Regions from separate parts of the Sus scrofa genome. Here region 1 is linked to region 2. Evidence: chromatin contacts called from public HiChIP or PLAC-seq data. All regions are on one chromosome and are shown on one strand. The core of a region is the stretch at or near the end of the contact, and the rest is flanking DNA. Distances in the headings are between cores, read along the strand shown.

Region 1 (5,859 bases), core at 1,153-3,652, 220 kb after region 2:
TAACCATGGCCCACTAATTAGTGTTGTCCTTATCAAAATACCAAAATTATAGAATCTGAAAGCTGGACCAGACTTTTTAAATTATATAGTCCATTTTACAGATAAGGAAAGTGAGGTCTCGAGATTAAAATGAGTTGCCCAATATGACAAAATAGGTTGTGCCAAGGAATGACTGGAAGCCTTTCTTTACTGCCTGCCCTCACCCAGCAGTCATCTCAAAGAAACATACTATCTAAATAGAAATGTGCTTGCTGTGTTATAAAACTTGAAAACCTAAAATCTATTAGAACTCCTTCAAATCACCTCTGATTTATTTAGGTAAAAACAGTGTGTTTGCTGTGCAATAATAAAATCAGACTGCTGCCCTTGTGCCTCCTTCTTCTATATAATCACTCCTAGATTAATCACTGTGTTATAGCTACAGTTCCTCTGACTTCAAGGACAGTTTCTTTCCTTACAGTGTTGTTAGTGAGTCTATTCATAATACGCTCATAAAAATGTTTATGTTGTGCTTACTGTGGCCAGGGGCTTTGTTAAGTGTTTTATGTATACTGACTTATTTGATCTTCCCAGGGACTGTATAAGACAGGTACTACTTTTATCATCTGTGTTTTATAGATGATGAGACTGAGGCACAGAGAAGTCAGAGAAGTCAAGAACATACAAGTTGTAAATGACAAAGCTGGTGATTCAAAAGCAGGTAGCCTGAGTCCACATACAGTGCCCTTAACCACCATACAAATACCTCTTAAAATGTAATATTCATAGGTCTTTCCAGAAAATGTTTAAATATCTGTCCTTAGAATTTCTTGCATTACATATATCCCCTTATTCATAATTAACATTTGTATTTTAGGCAAAGGGATTCTTCTTTATTAGAACTTTTAGCTCCCTTGGATCATTCACTTTCCATTTAAATTTTCTTTTGTTTTCCTTTCTTTTTAAGTCACACCTGCAGTTCCAGGGCTAGGGATCGAATTGGAACTTCAGCTGCCAGCCCACAGCCACAGCAATGAGGGATCTGAGCTGCATTTGTGACCTATGCCACAGCTTGAGGCAACTCCAAATCCTTAACCCACTAAGCGAGGCCAGGGATTGAACCTGCATCCTCATGGACATTAGTCGGGTTCTTAACCAGCTGAGCCACAAAGGGAACTCCTATTTAGATTTTCTTTTTTCTTTTTCTTTGTTTTTTTTTTTTTTTTTTTTTTTTTTTTTTTGCTTTTTAGGGCCACATCTGCGCGTATGGAAGTTCTCACTCTAGGGGTCAGTCAGAGCTGCAGCTGCCGGCCCATGCCACAGCCACAGCAACTCAGGATCTGAAACACGTCTATGAACTCACAGTGCAATGCCGGATACTTAACCCACTGAGTGAGGCCAAGGATGAACCTGCATCCTCACGGATACTAGTCAGATTCTTTTCTGCTGCACCACAGCAAGAACTCCCTAAATTGTCAACTAATGAAATAACTAAATACATTCTTTTTTTTTTTTTTTTTTCTTTTTTTGTCTTTTTGCCATTTCTTAGGCTGCTCTTGCTGCATATGGAGTTCCCAGGCTATGGGTCAAATCGGAGCTGTAGCCACCGGCCTACGCAAGAGCCATAGCAATGCGGGATCCAGGCCGTGTCTGCAACCTATACCACAGCTCACGGCAACGCCGGATCCTTAACCCTCTGAGCAACGCCAAGGATTGAACCCGAAACCTCATAATGTCTAGTTGGATTCGTTAACCACTGAGCCATGACAGGAACTCCTAAATACATTCATTTTAAAATAATTTAAACAATGTAAAATACGTAAAGAGTGAACATTTCCCTTAACTTCCCTCCAATTCTGTTTCAATTTTTCAAGTAACTTTTCAATCTGTTTTCAAAGGTACATTTATAAATGTTTATACATATATATGCACGTGTATCTGTATATGTATATACATGCACACATGTGTATATATTTACACAACTTGTGTGTGTAAATATATGAAACTCATAGGTTTAAAATTTTTTTAGGAGTTCCTGTCGTGGCTCAGTGGGAATGGATCAGAAGGGAATTATCTAGGTATTCCATTTTTGCTCTCTTCTTTTTATTCCTCTATTAAAATATATTTTGTTACTTTTTTTTTTATTTCTTTAGGGCTGCACCCTCAGCATATGGAGGTTCCCAGGCCAGGGGTTGAATTGGAGCTGTAGCTGCTGGCCTACACTACAGTCACACCAACTCCACATCCAAGCTGAGTCTGCGACCTACACCTCAGCTCACAGCAACGCTGTATCCTTAACCCACTGAGCGAGGCCAGGGATTGAATCTGCATCCTCAGGTTTGCTAGTCAGATTCATTTCCACTGAGTCATGATGGGAACTACCATATTTAGTTACTTTTTAAATAAAGCAATAGAGAAGTCAGGCAAAGAACAAGAGGAAGTTATAAGATGCAGCTAAGGGGCACATATATCACTGAACCTTACACAGTCACCAAGAATGGGCTACAATTTTGTCTTTAGACCTTCTAGCAACCAATATGAAGGGAATACCCTGTTAAGATACAGCATATTTAGGTGATGAAAACAAGCCACTTGCTTAGGAAAAGTATAACTAGTCCTCTTGATAAAACCAGAAGAAACTATTTCCTTACGAAAGAGTGGTCCTCACAGAAGATTCTACTTTGTAATGGACATGCAATTCATACTCTAACTATAATTGAATTAGAATTTCTAAGACTGTTTTATAGCATCCTTAAATATAGGCTGATGCCAGCCACCAAAGTGAAAATCAGTAAAAGCAATACCGACACTAGAGTGGCAGTAGCAATACAATCCTGACATCCAGTTCTTTGCTGACCTTTCTGATTTTAGAATCTTTGCAGGCATAGCAAATGCAGATATGTATGGACTTGACCACCTGGAGAGCCCCTGCCTCAAGAAAAGGAAGCAGCTGCCACTTCTCAGCTCCAGCAGATGTTGCCACATGGGGACACTAAGCACAGTGTTGCCACCTTCCATATTTGAAATCTCAACAATTTTTCAATGTTGGCTCAATTTCTTTCTTTCTTTTTTTTTTTTTTTTTTTTTTGTAGTGCTTGCACCCATAGCACATGAAAGTTCCTGGGCCAGGGATTGAATCCGAACCACAGCTGCAACCTTTGCCATAGCTGTGGCAACACCAGATACTTTAATGCACTGCATCACAGCGGGAACTCCTGTTGGCTCACTTTTTAAAAAATACACTGTGAACCAAACAAAATATTTCTTGGGTTAAATCAGTCTTTGTGACTGCTTGTCTAGAGGACTGGACTGATTTCATATCCTTTAGATAGTCTCCCGGTAAACATGCTTCTCTTAGCATATACATTAGTTTTAGTTGTTTTCTAGGTCGGAGGTATGATTGACTTCCTTTTGCAAGAATAGAGTTGCTTTAATGACATGGGTTCCTGAATAGAAAGCCAAAAAGGAAGAGAAGGTAATTCATCCCTTCTCAATTTTCATGAAATGATCAAATGGTCAGCAGAATATTAATTTTAGAGCTGGCTTTCTTCCATGGTACACTTGGAACCAACCCAGAAGAGGCCTAACTTATTGCACAGAGGCCAAAAATGATCTGGTGGCAGTAACCAGAAGACACTTCCTCCTCCTTTTTGTTCCTACATTTGTACTTTCCAACACTGACATTAGTCCTTGGTGTTCTCCTACTTATCTACAGCGAACTCAGAGTTCACAGACATTGGTGACTAGAAGAAGGTTTGACCCCTAATATTATTAGAACCAAAGAGTGCTATTGAAATGTCTGCATATGGGTGCATGAGTGTCCCAGTTCCTACGTAGTGGCTTCCACAGCTAAGTCCTTCTGATGCATGTATACAGCTAAGGCTATGTCAAGGAGATTAATGTGGTTGTCTTATTAGGGTCTTCTGAAGCACATGTCAAAAATGTACATAGCCCGTGGAGTGACAAATTTCATATTTTAAGATGACCTGAAATATCTGGGTAATCAAAGTCAAAAAGAGTATAAAACTTCAGAAACCACACCCGTAAATACATCTGACTCCTTTCTTTTTGGATTATAAATTCAGGGAACACTTCTTTAAATTTAAGTGTAAAATCATATGGCTTATAGATCTAAAGGAAGTTTTCAGGGTATTTGGAGTACATGGCATTGTTATAAGAGTACACCTGTGCCTAGTTGGAGCTGTTTGACATATTTGGAGGGAACAACCATATATACTGCTGTTACAATGTGTCAGTAGATTACAGCTACATAAACACACATCAGTAGCATTTGCCTCTTGTGATAGAGTATTGTTTATCAAGAGTCAGGAGTTCCTGTTGTGGCTCAGCAATAATGAAACCGACTAGTGTCCATGAGGATGGAGGTTTGATCCCTGGCTCCACTCAGTGGGTTAAGGATCTGGTGTTGCTATGAGCTGCAGTATAGGTTGCAGATTTGGCTCGGATCTGGCGCCGCTATGGAAAAAGAGAGAGGGAGAGTCCAATTTAAGCTTTTTTTTTTTTTTTTTTTTTTTTTTTTTTAGCTTTTAATGGCTGCACTTGAGGCATATGGAAGTTCCCAGGCTAGGGGTCGAATCAGAGCTGCCTCTGCTACAGACACAGCAATGGTGGATCAGAGCCATGTTTTTGACCAGCTCACAGCAACAGTGGATCCTTAACCCAATGAGCTAGGCCAGGGATCAAGCCCACATCCTCATGGATATTAGTTGGATTCGTTACCACTGAGCCATAACCGGAATTCCAAATTTAAGCTTCAATATTTTATGTACTCAGACATATTAGCTTTAATTACAATAATGGCTAAATTTTAAAAAATTTACATTAAGTTTGACAATGTAAAATTATTTATCTATATTCCTTTAAAAAAGATTTGAATTAGCTTATGATGAAGTACAGGGAAGTTTTTAAAAAGATAGAGAAAGAATAAAAGCCAGTATATGAACAGGGTTGTGGGAGTGGAAGCGATGCATAGAGATAGGGAATAATTAACCTGAAATCTTAAAAATGACTAGATGTTAAAACTGAGTAGAAAACTTAACTCCGAACTTCTTGGTAAAAAAAATATACGTTGCATAATTCTTTCTAACCACTAAATTGAAACATACCAATTTAGTTAGAAGAAACAAATATTGCCTAGCATTGAACTCAAAGAAAAATTTACCACACAGATCTTGTTATGAAGGACATTAAACAAACAAAGATGTCATCAAATTGCAATTTTATGAAAGATGCTAGAATTTTCCTCATGATCCTTTCAATAGAGGCTTTTGATAGAGGTCTGAGAATATAAAGTTAAATGTATTTCTATGAAAGCTGAAGAAATGTAGATTAATTTTGTAATTGAGGGTGATGGTAACATGGAAAAGAATAGACTAAATAATTGCTGTGCCTCTTAAGTGTCCATTTAGCAAACAATGCAAGAAATATTGAAGGCAACATGTTGCAACATATTGTAAAACTCACAAACCTTCTAAGATCTTTTGTTTTCAATTAATGCAAAAGATATTTATTGTTGTCATGATGTATATACTTGTTCTGCGTTTGCCCTAGAAAAGTTCATAAATATCTCATCTTTAGATGGTTCTTAAGTATTTATATAGGATTTATATATCCACTTTTCTAAGGAAATATGCATTTTCTAAGGAAAAATTATGCTTATTGTCAATTTTGTTTTCAGCTACTGTCTTTATGAGATCTATAGCTGGTTAGATTTTTCGCTTATACTGAGGTGAGGATATGCAGTTAAAAATAAAAAATTCAATAAAAATATTCCACCAGACTAATTTGCATAAAACATTTTAGGTAGTTAATGAGACGAACAGTTAAAATAATAGGCAAAAAGTTAAACATATCCAGACT
Region 2 (5,571 bases), core at 609-3,108:
TCCAAGAGTCAAGATATGGAAGCAATACAGGCATTCAACTATTGGTGAATGGATAACAAAGATGTGGTATATATAAAATGGAATACTACTCAGCCATTAAAAAATAATGAAATTTTGCTATTTGCAACAATGTGGGTGGACCTGGAGAGTATCACGCTAAGTGAAATAAGTCAGACAGATAAATGCTGTATGTTATCACTTACATCTGCAATCTAAAAAATAAAACTAATGAATATAACAAAAAAGAAACCGACTCAGAGGTATAGAAAACAAATTGGTGGTTACCCCTGGGGAGAAGGGAGGGTAAAGGGGCAAGACAGGGGCAGGGAGTTAGGAAGTACAAATTTTTGGGGTTCCTCTTGTGGCATGAAACGAATCTGACTGGGAACCATGGGGTTGTGAGTTCGATCCCTGGCCTTGTTCAGTGGGTTAAGGGTCTGGCGTTGCCGTTGAGCTGTGGTGTAGGCCAGCAGATATAGCTTTGATTAGGGACCCTCCATATGCTGTGGGTACAGCCCTAAAAAGTAAAAAAAAAAAAAAAAAAAAAAAAAAAAAAAATACAAACTCTTATGTATAAATAAGCTACAATGTATATTACATAGCATGGGGATAGTGCCAATATTTTATAATAACTTTAAATGGAGTAAAACCTATAAAAATTTTGAAGCAATTATGTTGTACACTTGAAACTAATTTAATATTGTAAATCAATTATACCCCAATTAAAATAAATAAAACACACTGTAACTTTTAATTACATACCATTTAATACAACACTTTAGATTAATAACCTAATTTTTCAAACATATACTAAATCAGTTTGAGCCATTAATGTATTGTTTCAAACACAGAAAATTACATATATCAAATTCAAAAAGCATGTACCACTTAATGAAATATATAGATAACACTTAAGTTACTTTAAAAAATAAGACTATAATCCACACACTATTCACAAAAAACAGGAAATAGTACTCCTTGACTGATGTGACACCTATGATACGGCAATATCATAAAGCAAATACCCAGTTTCCTCTATTACATATAACAAAAATAAACCTAGGGGAGTTCCTGTGGTGGTGCAGCAGAAATGAATATGACTAGGAACCATGAAGTTGTGAGCTCGATTCCTGGCCTCGCTCATTGGGTTAAGGATCTAGCATTGCCATAAGCTACGGGGTAGGTTACAGACGCGGCTTGGATCTGGTGTTGCTGTGGCTGTGGCATAGGCCGGCTCCAGCTCCAATGAGACCCCTAGCCTGGGAACCTCCATGTGCCACAGGTATGGCCCTCAAAAAGACAAAAGACAAAAAAAAAAAAAAATCTAGTAGGAGTTGCTATCATGGCTCAGTGGAAACAATTATGACTAGCATCCAAGAGGAAGCAGGTTCGATCCCTAACCTCGATCAGTGGGTTAAGGACCTGGCATTGACACGAACTGTGGTTAGGTCACAGATGCGGCTTGGATCTTATGTTGCTGTGGCTGTGGTGTAGGCTGGCGGCTACAGCTCCGATTTGACCCCTAGCCTGGGAACTTCCATGTGCCATGGGTGCAACCCTAAAAAAACAAAACACAAGTCTACAATCATAAGGAAATAAACCTGAATTCTCTAAAAATAATCTATCCAACAATTACAATTCACGGGCAGTGGAATGGGAGGAGAAACAGGTAAGCTCTGAAAGAATCTCTAAGTAGCCAAAATAAATGTCACAAAAGACATGACTCAGAGAAGTATACTCTTATTTACATGCATGTTTCTATATTAGGTATAATTCTAACTAACCTCTAAAATCATACAGGATAAGAAACCACAAATTTAGAAGAGGAAGGAGGTCAAGGGTAAAAGCAAAGCTGCAACTCCCCTAGGTCATCAGTATTGTATCATCATAATGACAAACCTAAACTGAAATGCCAGTGTCAATAACAATATCTCACAAATTTTGGTTAATGGGAAATGAACTGCTTAATTAGATTATGTTTAAACTAAAACTTTTTTCATTAGTCCTCATGTAATCTTAAAAAAAAAAAGGAGTTCCCACTGTGGCACAGTGGGTTAAGAATCCAATTGCAGTGTCTCAGGTTGCTGTTAAGGTGCAGTTTGATCCCTGGCCTGGCACACTGGGTGAAAGGATCCAGTGTTGCAGAAGCTGCTGTCCCGGGCCTGGGAACTTCCACAGGCCACATGTAGCCATAAAACAAATAAACAAACAAACAAACAAAAAAACATGATTCTGAGGTCAGCTTGCTACAGAGAAAAATGGAGTCTGACAGGAAATACATCTGCCAAAAATAAATCGGTAGGACTCAATACTGCTTTTTCTTATTTTATTTATAAAAATTGGTGCAACAAGAGAAGTAAAGGACACAAGTAATTCAAAAGACCATGAGGACTGACTCACTTGAAACAATGCTGTTTCCCAAAATGTTCCCTGATTATGTCAGTCCCTGAGGAGAGGATTCTACAGTCTAGTAAGTTTGGAAATGGAAAACTCTTCTTCGTGTATGGGAGGTTCACTATACACACTGACTATTAAAGGTTCTGAAGAGTCTCACAGTAAATAAACAAAACTTATTTGGCCTCTCATTAGACAAACTATTTTGACTTCAAAACCCATTTTTCTTGGGAGTTACTGCTGTAGCACAGTGAGTTAAGGATCCAGTGTTGCTGCAGCTGTTGCACAGGTCATAATTCTGGCTTGGATTCAATCCCTGGCCCAGGAACTTCCATATTCTGTGAGTGCAGCCGAAAAAAGAAAAAACAAAAGAACAATAACGAAAAACCCTGTTTTTATTTCCTTTTTTTTTTTTTTTTTTTTTGCTTTTTAGGGCCACGCCCACGGCATATAAATTCCCAGATTAGGGGTCTAATCGGAGCTGTAACTGCTTGCCTACAACACAGCCACAGCAATGCCAAATCCAAGCTGCATCTGCAACACACACCAGAGGCTCAAGGCAACACTGGACCCTTAACCCACTGAGGGAGGCCAGGGATCAAACCCACATCCTCATGGATACTAGTCAGATTTGCTTCTGCTGCACCAAAATGGGAACTCTGCTTCTCAATTTTTTTGTTTCTGTTTTCCTTTTTTACCTGTTTTCTTTTAGTATACTGATCAATATCCCAGTATACTAAAAATTCTACAATTTTTTAGAGTATATAATAGTTATCCATAATAAATATAGAAGATATTATAGATTATTCTAGCCAGTTATCATCAATCTGAAGAAAATACAAAAATAGGATAGTTATTACAATGAAAAATTTAGGGGGTGAGGACAGAAAAGGCTACTGGTTCAATTCTGGTGGGGTTTTTGGGGGGATGGGGAGAAGAAGGAAGGAAGTCTGATTTTAAAAAACAAGACCAAATTTGATTGTGATGATCATCATACAACTACAGATGTGATAAATTCATTAATAAAAAATATATATATAAATAAATAAATAATAAACAAGACCAGCTCACCATGTTCCTGAGGCAATCTAAACATCTAACAAAAATAAATGCGCCACAAGGGGGAGCCATTCCCCATCACATCTGACATTCTTTCAAATCAAAATACAAGTATTAACATCGAATCAATATTTCAAAAATATCCATATACTAAAATAAGTATAAAATTATTATTGTTCATTTAAAAATTATTACAATAAAGGAAAAATTCTCCTTTCTCAATTGGAACATCTGGTACCTGCCATCATATTTTTTATAGATCAGATCAAAAGCAGTCAAGGAGAATATGACAAGCATAATTGGCCAAAAAGAAAATTTATTGCAAAGGCAGGCAATGGTCAAGGATGGCATGTCAAATCATCTTTATTGACCCAGCACAGTGAACGACCCCAGAATGAATTCGATGAATGTTAGTTTTCTCCTCTTACTCTGCAGAAAGTCAGATTTAATAATTGTTTCACTAATAAAATATTAGCCATTTAATTAGGAGTTAACACTTGACATAAGTTATATGATACAAACAACTTAGAACCAGGCTAAAATATAAACAATATTTAGAATTTAGGGGAAGGGAAAGGGTGATTAGAAGATAACTGCCCCAGTTTTCATATTCTCACAGTACTTGCCACAGGGTTTAGAGGGCATGCTGATTAAATACTGGATGACAAGACAGAAACCTCAATTATTCCTTGACAGATAAAACTCCTGTCTTACTTATCTTTTGTTTTTTTTTTTTTTTTTTACCATCAAAGACAAGGAGAACAATAAATACAAATGATTATTTGAACAAAATAGGGCTGGGAGAAAAAAGACAGATGTGGATGATTGCAAATGGTTAAAAATTCTTCCCAAGCATGTAAGCATGTAAGCTCACTTCTGAACTTCCTATCATGAAGAAGTGAATCTGGGTTTAGCCTCCAGATTCCCTTTGGGCAACAGGACATTAGCAAACACAGAAGAGGAGGCTTGCCCTTTTTCTGCTCTATAAACCTTGCAACTACCACCATGTATACAAGCCCACACTAACCTGCTAGATGATGAGAAAAATGTGAACATCATCCCAGCTGACACTACACTAACCAAGCTGAAGACTGTCCAAGGGGGTTCAATAAATTGTGAGAAACAATGTTAAGCCACTTAGTTTTGAGAGTTTTTGTTTGTTCACTGCAGAAAAATAACTAACATAGATACAAAATTTTTCTATTCTCAGACTGAATTTTATCATAGAGTTTGACTGATAATATATTACTAACCTCAGAGAAACAGCATCAGAAAAATGACATGACCTACTAAAACAATATATAATTTCACTATGTCTTCAAATTTTTCAGGCAATCTACAAGGATACAGATGAAAAAGTAAAACAGAATTCTATAAGTAAAAAGAATTCCAAAACCGAAGAGCAAAGATCAGGATGCCTTGATCCTTTTGTATGTGCCAAGTGTGTGCATGTATTTATAAACATATATACACATGCATGCACACACACAGACACACACAGATCTCTAACATGTTTCAAGGATAAAGGCTAAAGAGATGCAAAAATGAGTATTTGTGAAAACTACAGAGTAATATCTACAGAGTAACTACAGAGATAAACATTATCACCATAAAGATCACAGAAATAGATACATCTTACCTATACTGTCATCTCTTAAGTTTCTACAGAATTTAGGACAAATTATTTTGGCTGGTTTAATTTAATTAAGAGAAAAAAAAAACTAGTCTGAAGAAAAAAACTTCCTCAGTCTCCTAAGCTCTTATAAAACAAAGCAAAATAAGAATCCATATTGGGGAAACAGTAAATGAGCAGTTCAGGGAAGCCTTTCACTATATATCCCCCCTCGCGCCACCAAAATGGCTGAATCCGGAGTATATTGGAGTAGAGGCATATGGACCTTGCACAGGCAGCTTCCTGCCATTGAGTCTAAAGCTAAGAAAGTAAAGGTGGTCCTTGTAGGTGACAGATCACATAGACATGGGGCCAGAGCCACAGCTGGTAACAAAAACAGATGCACTTGCCTAGAATATCCCCTGTGCAATAAGTATTATCCAAGAGACATAATGATAATGGCCACCAGGGCAGGTAGTTCTTCAAAGACCTGCAACCTACAACCC

Evidence for each region. HiChIP or PLAC-seq counts read pairs in DNA pulled down with a chosen protein or histone mark.
Region 1: an H3K27ac HiChIP or PLAC-seq map of alveolar macrophages shows a contact between it and region 2. The contact joins two enhancer-like sites. A contact is called at or near these places in 1 of 47 Hi-C or Micro-C datasets (epiblast stem cells) and 1 of 2 datasets of contacts at active chromatin or transcription factors (alveolar macrophages).

Annotation. Positions count from the first base shown.
Region 1 is chr9:102,605,254-102,611,112 of Sscrofa11.1, forward strand. It overlaps LOC102167907 (a long non-coding RNA gene), which reads left to right. Exons shown (of 3, transcript XR_001299008.2): 3 at 2,851-3,057. Among named protein-coding and RNA genes, the nearest start is that of PTPN12, 44 kb to the left of the region's middle. Within about 2 kb of position 2,403, at least 1 of the 83 cell types and tissues checked has an H3K27ac peak or open chromatin away from gene starts, as enhancers often do. A contact at or near this core is called in alveolar macrophages, where this site is marked.
Region 2 is chr9:102,390,398-102,395,968 of Sscrofa11.1, forward strand. All of the region lies in intron 3 of RSBN1L (round spermatid basic protein 1-like protein), which reads right to left. Among named protein-coding and RNA genes, the nearest start is that of RSBN1L, 42 kb to the right of the region's middle. Within about 2 kb of position 1,859, at least 2 of the 83 cell types and tissues checked have an H3K27ac peak or open chromatin away from gene starts, as enhancers often do. A contact at or near this core is called in alveolar macrophages, where this site is marked.